Linked DNA regions of Sus scrofa: region 1 is linked to region 2. The links are chromatin contacts, called in public HiChIP or PLAC-seq maps. All regions are on one chromosome and are shown on one strand. Each heading gives the region's core, a stretch centred on a gene start, on an enhancer-like site or on the middle of the called end of the contact. The rest is flanking DNA. Distances are from core to core; before and after follow the strand shown. Region 1 holds the start of AHI1 (jouberin). Region 2 holds the start of MTFR2 (mitochondrial fission regulator 2).

Region 1 (3,535 bases), core at 608-3,107, 660 kb before region 2:
CCCTGGCAAAACGCTGTGACCCCCACCAAACTGCTGACTTGTGGAGGGCTACGTGGGTGCGCTCTTCATCTAAATATTCTCATTTTAAAAGGGGAGGGGTGCAGTAATAATGGTTCTGGGATCAAAATGACTCTGCCTTAAGTTCTTGTTTTGACATTTAACTGATTCACCAAGGCTTATTTTTTTTGCTTTGTTTTTTGCCTGGTAAATTAAAGTGGCACCTACTTCACTGTAAGGAGAAAAGGGAAATACTGAAAAGCAACGTGATCGGCACAATGACCCGCATATTACTTTATGTCCATTATTACAGTATTAAAAATAAACAATTATGTGATATACAAAATACATTAAATTATGTATATATTATTTAGTACTCTAATGTACAATCCAATTAGTAAACATTAATATTGTTTAATAAACATAGCAAATACAGAAATAATCATCTCTAAATGTTAATGTGTACTACAGCAAATACATTACAGAATAACTAATATATGAATAACATCATCAGCAAAAATTAAGATTTAACTTAAAACGACATTCATGAACCTCAAATATGTCATTATATTTAAAAGTTTCTCCCTCACAAACCCTTTTACGGGACCTGCTAAGAGATACCAAGTAGGAAAATTAACTGAACTACATTTCATCTCATTTTATTATTTTTTTCTCTTAATACCTGATTATCAGCCGATAACTGACTAAAGACCAAGCGAAGAAAAAGCAGAGGCTTGGATAATTCACTCCTTAACCGAATTTTATAGCAGAGTAATAACAAAACAAACAAAACCTCATATATATAATTCAATTAATAAATCAAGATGGTCTCCATAAACATCTGGTTTTAAATACGATTTTAAAAAATTAGTGGTATTTGAACTTCCTTCAAATACATTTTTTTTTAATTTCTCAATCCTCTTAACAAGCAATCTTCTTCCTGAACATCCAAGCAGTTAACAGCAATCGTAAACGCAACAGGTGAAAAAACTGTTTAGTATCTTTTTCTTAAGAAAAGGAAGAGTCGTATACTCTGCTCAGTAAATGTTTTTCACAGTAATGCTGAAATGCAGCACAGCAATTCGATAGGACTGCTTAATAGCATACATTTTCTTCTATTTGTATACATATGAAACGACCCTATTGATATACGTAACAAATCGATCACCTTTTCTCAGATGTAATTAAGAAGGCATTTCACAGGTTCAAGATTCAGCACCAGGTTGTCACCCTAAAAAGAAATAAACGTACTTAGTGCGCATCTGATTTAAACGTTGTTAAACCAGAATCTGGAATCGGTAAGGCAAAGGATTGCATTCACTCTTTCAGCATTCCAGGCTCAACTCTCCACAGAAGAGAAGCCCAGGAAACGGAGCAGAAAAGTACGCAGAGATAACTCAAAAACCACATCCCTATACTACGCGGTCCTGGGACCATCAGACTGCAGTGGCGCAGCACGGCCCCCTCTCTGCCTCCCCGGCCCGCCGCCCCCGCGCCCTCGGACCCCAGCAGCCCTCCATGCCCGCGCCGCTGCCGTAGGAGAGCGCTAGGGCAGGCCGAGCTCTCGGGCCCGGGCTCCGGCCACCAGGAGGCCTGCAGGATACTCACGGAGAAAAGGGAGCAGAGCAGCCAACTGCCGGTCCCGCCGAAGCCAACCCCGGGATCGGAAAAAGAGCCCAGGCGGGGCGGGCGGGGAGTGAGGCGGCCGCGCAGCCGCCCCAGCCGCCAGCCACCCGGGCTCTGAGAACCCGCTGGGTGCCGCAGTGCGGGCAGCTAGCCACCCTCTGACGTCAGCCCCTGCCTACGCCGCCGTCCCCATGGCAACCGAAGCGGCCATCGCTTGCTGCCTGGACCGCGGCCCTGCCTGGTGCCCCTCTCCCAGCCACGCCGCGCCACGCCCCCCCGCGGCCCCGCCCCCGCGCCGCCTACGCTGGGCCTGGAGGTGCTGCAGTGCGGCTTCTACGGCGGCGGCGCGCGCGCTCGCTCACGGGCCCTCAGACTGCCGCCGGGCACGCGCTTAGCGGCCGCGCGCTGAACTCCTGACGCCCGCGCGGAGAGCGCGAAGCCTCGGCCGTCCTAAGAGAAAGGGTGCATTCCCCTTGGAGGGGAAAGGGACCCTAGGAATGTACAGGTTCCCCGCAGAGCCTGCTCTCATCCCCACTGTCACCCCCGAAGAAGCACTCTGCGCCTCAGAAAGTAGCCGGCGTTGAGCAAAACAGGAAGGTTTTCTGTCTTGGAACCTGCCAAGACTGAGACGTGAACGAGGCAAAGAAACACACTCGGCCCCTCCCACCCCATCGCGCCCACACGGTGAAACCTCCTTTCAAGCGTGGAGAAGGCAAGAGTTGTACTGCGGTCCAAATCTTAAGGACAATAATTATCCACAGTTCGTCTGGTGCGGAGGTATCTCCCTATGTGTTTAAAGTAGAACTGCAACCTTAAAAAAAGTCATCTTTTGCTGCTCCAGTGCCCCCTCCCACGTCTAGTTTTTGCCACAGGCGCCATCTTTAGCTCTGAGTCACCAGGGACGGAAAAATACTAGGCAAGTCACTCTTCCTCCCCGACTCTTGAATTTTCTGCAGTTGTAGTCACACTCTTAAAACCTGTTGCTTCGTTTCTACTGTAAGAATATTGTGCATATTTCTTTGGAGGCCAGCTTTTCTATTCCCATTGGCATCACCACACCCTACAAAGCATATCTCATTTGTTTCTCTAGATCCCGTGATAAGTCTGAGAAATACTACCAATCCAATGGAGCCCCATCTTTCCACCTAAAATTGAATCCTCTTGCAGGATTTCTATCTTGTTTTTTTTTCCTCCCAGTGTTCTACTTAAAAACCTGTAGAACATCCTAAAAGCCTCTAAACATTAAATCATGTCCATTCTACCTTTTTAACACGCCCGCCCAGGGTATAGTCTATCTTAACTCCCACAGCTTCAGGCCAGGTTTTAGCACTTATTGCGAGATGGCCTCTTTACCAGTCACTCAACTATAGTTTTGATCCCTGAATGCCATTCTGTGCACTGTTATCAGGATGGCCTCACTGAAAATGTAGATCTGATATGTCACTTTCCTAAAAAATCTTCAAAGATGATCTGTATGAGAAAGTCAAGTTACTTTGCTTAGGGTACAAGACATTCCATCTCCCTGACTAGTTTCATCTCTTACTGCCTCATTTCACTTTTATGCCTCAGCAGTTTTGAATTATGTGCATCATGCAAAATAATCCATACCCTATGATGCCCAGACCTTCCACATATTGTCCCCTCTTCCTGAAAAATCTTTCCTTGTAAACTCCTACTCCTCAATAGCTCAGCTGAAATGTTGTCCATTCTTTGAATCTTAACTAGGTTGAATAATTCTGCCGAAGTTTCCCACTATATATTCCTATTTTTCTATGGACACTGATTCTACAAGCTATATTTTAGTTTTTTGTATCCTATCTTAATTTTTACTAGCTCTAATATCTACCACAGTACTTATCAACTAATTAGTACTTTAAAAACATTTGTTGAATAAGTAGCAGATGATATGTAT
Region 2 (3,310 bases), core at 669-3,168:
TTCAAAATGCTTCAAAACCATCCAGTGACATCTTCTATTTTGTCATCAAGTCCATGGCTTCCAATATCAAAAGAATGTGGATTAACTCCAAATCTCAATCTCTTTTCTTTCCTACAGTGTAGAACCCATATACCTGCAGGACATTTGTATTTATATATTCTAACAGCACATCTGACTCCCATTATCTCCCTATTTAAACTAGTTTCTCATATTGAGTTGCTTATTTATATTAATGGCCCCATCATTCTTCAACTCACTTTTAAAATCTCTGCATTATCCTGGACTAGTCTCCTCTAATTCACCACACCAAATAGCAATGATTTGCCCATTCTGTAAGCCCCCTCTTACGTTCAGACTTGTATTATGGGTATCTGTTTATGTTTCTTATACCTCCTACTATATTTTAAGCATCACGAATACAAGAACCATGCATTGCTACTCTGCATCACCCACAGAACCATGCATATTGTCTTGGATGTAGTAGCTACTCAATAGGCAGAATCTGATTTGTTTATAATTCTCACACCTAAGTAAATCTCTCTCCTTAAGATTTATTCTGAATTTGTTGAACTATAACTCACCATTCTATGTAAGTTTTTAAAATATTTTACCTATGAAGGTTTTGTCTATCTTTTGCATCTTCCTTTGTATCTTCTGTTGCCATTTGACCTAACAAGTAAACAGGTTCCTAATAATCTTACCTCCTTTTTTAACTCAGACTATGGAAGCTACACTATTGCAAACTCACCTCCATTACACCTATTGAGATGTAACAATTTTGCCTTGAATGTTGACATATACATTAGTCCCAAAGTGAGACCCAAAACAAATACAACAGGTTCATTCAAATCCATTAAAAGACATTTACCTGGTTTATGGGAACACCAAAATATTCCAGCATCACTCTTAAAATACTCAATATGAAGGACATTGATGAAGCAAAGACAGAAGCAAATTCAAGGAAACATTATCAGTTTCTTGATACCTTCAGGGAAAAAGAAATTTTAATTATTACTGGATAAACAATTGTCGCACAAATTGTGGGAAAATTCTTTCGTTACACATTACACCATCAACTAATTTCTCTGTCCAGCAATATTTTGATGAGAAGAGAGAATATGAATGGGGAAGGGCTGGGAAGAGAAACTTCAATTTATCAGTTAAGATGCATTAAAAAATTCATAGGATTTCTTTTTTTTTTTTTTGAGCCTCTGAAGGGACCTAGTTAATAATCAACGATAGATTGGAAACAGCAGGGAAGCCTTCAGGTTAATTACAATAGAGACGCTCTCCCCGAAAGCTTTGAGTTGAGACTCTTAGGAAAAGCGATGAGTTCAGCCCATCCTTGAAAGTAGGCAAGGAGTAATTCAAGGCTTTGACAAAATGAAAGGCAACTCTTCCTCATTAACTTATCAGAGTACCACCCATCCCACACGCTCACTTTAAAGAAGGAATATGAACCCCAGATAGATGACGTGACTTAGTCACCCAACTACTGAATAACAGGCCGAGACTAGTGCCCAGTCATGTCACACGCTTTGGCCCCAAGCGTCCTTCGGGTCTCTCCAAACTCAGCAAGGTCACCGGACTCACCTCCCTCCGAAGCCCAGCCTCCCGGCAAACACCGGAACTTCAAGCTGAAATGGTTAAGGAACCTCCCGCGGAATCCGCAGAGGACGAGGCCTGACATGCACTCGTCCTGGTCCAGGAGCTTTCAGACGTCGAAGCGCGCTCGCCCGCGCACCTCAGCTTGCGGGCCACGGGCGGTAACGGCGCCTCGCTAGCCCGGGGCTCGGCCCTGGAGCCCCCTTGCTCGGCAGCGTTAACTCTGCGGGAGGAGCAGCCCCCTCCCGGGAGTCTCTCAAACTGTACTTCGGCTCCACGACCCGCTCGCTACTTCCGCGTTCCTGGAGGAAAATTAAACTCCGCGGGCCGCGACGGGTGCCCGATCTCATTGGATAAGGCTGAAGATCGCTGCTAGTGATTGGTTAAGAAATGGTTAGTTAAGATTATTTAGACCGGCTACCGGGGTTTCCTTCTCCTTCAAGAGGGCGGGCCTCCAACGAGGCAGCCAGTGGAGACCTACAGCCGGCGGGTGGGCGGGGCGGGGCGCGCGGGCCTGGTGACGCAAGCTGGTGACGCAGGCCCTTGACGCGCCTTTAGAACTCCCCCGCGCTCATGAAGGCTCCAGGCTACGGTTCGGCGGTTGGGAGAGATTATGGTCCTCGGGGTCAGGATCGCAAACCGGGTTTCTTGCCCCCCACATGTCTTGGCGGGAAGAGTATGTCATCCCCTATCTCCAGACTGGAAGTGGGACCGCTCTCCCAAGTCTGCTTCTCGTGGAGAGTCACGATTACTGTTTCATATTCATTCATCCATTCAGCGAACATCTATTATATGCTTCTGGGATTAACAGAAGTTAAACGCTGTCATCGATGAATCTGCAGCATTGCCATACTTAGAATGCTCATTGACGAATCGTTCTCGGTTATCCATGCTGCCAAATATGGACCGAACGCTGACCTGGTTTAGTAGAGGATGCCAAAAGTGACGACCGACTCATGACAGGTGATACCTTATTTGAGGTTAGTGGCTTCAAACTAGACAATAGTACTGCTTCTCGTATTTCAGCGAAACTGCATTAGAGTGACATAATTAAGATCAGCTGTATCTGCTGCTCACCCTCACAATTAACAAACTGGAGGATTTTTCAACTGATTTCTCTGTGCCCACATTTAATTCATTCAACTACAATGAATGTCTACTATGTGCCCCGCATCCTTCTGAGCAAAAGGAATGCAATGAGCAAGGCAGCTAAGGTCCCTGACTTCCTGGAGCTTACATTCTAGTGGAGACTTCAGAGAGGATTTCCCTGAGCACCATATATAAATAGCATCTCTCTCTCCCCTTCCCTTGATTTTTCTGTATAGCACTTGGATCATGTATATTTATGCTCCACCTGTTGCCTAACTAAACTCCAGAATAGGAACTTTTTGACCCATTCTGTACCTCCAGCACTTTTGAAGAGTGCTATCTGTTGGACTTTCAATAATAGCCTCTCCAACCCTAACCATAGGATCTCATGAAAAGGGGATATCCAGGTTGGGATGCACATGCCCAGAAGTTTTACATTCCAAAAAGAAAGAAAAATACTTAGAGCCTTTTTCCTTCTGTTCTGTTGCCTATGCTTGAAACCTCTCAGGGGTAGTAGAATGCAGTACACTTAAACCAACCAGCACTATTTAAGAGATCAACTACCTCTTAAAGGTTCATTAAAACTTTACACTTGTTTATTTAAAATTTTTAAATA

What was found. HiChIP or PLAC-seq counts read pairs in DNA pulled down with a chosen protein or histone mark.
Region 1: an H3K27ac HiChIP or PLAC-seq map of alveolar macrophages shows a contact between it and region 2. The contact joins the promoter of AHI1 here to the promoter of MTFR2 in region 2. A contact is called at or near these places in 1 of 5 promoter capture datasets (fetal skeletal muscle), 1 of 47 Hi-C or Micro-C datasets (heart right ventricle) and 2 of 2 datasets of contacts at active chromatin or transcription factors (alveolar macrophages and skeletal muscle).

The regions. Positions count from the first base shown.
Region 1 is chr1:28,564,601-28,568,135 of Sscrofa11.1, reverse strand. It overlaps AHI1 (jouberin), which reads right to left and starts at 1,857. Exons shown (of 28, transcript XM_003121183.6): 1 at 1,606-1,857; 2 at 1,166-1,228.
Region 2 is chr1:27,907,397-27,910,706 of Sscrofa11.1, reverse strand. MTFR2 (mitochondrial fission regulator 2) reads right to left here and starts at 1,918. Exons shown (of 7, transcript NM_001190176.1): 1 at 1,594-1,918; 2 at 869-985. The coding sequence starts at 931.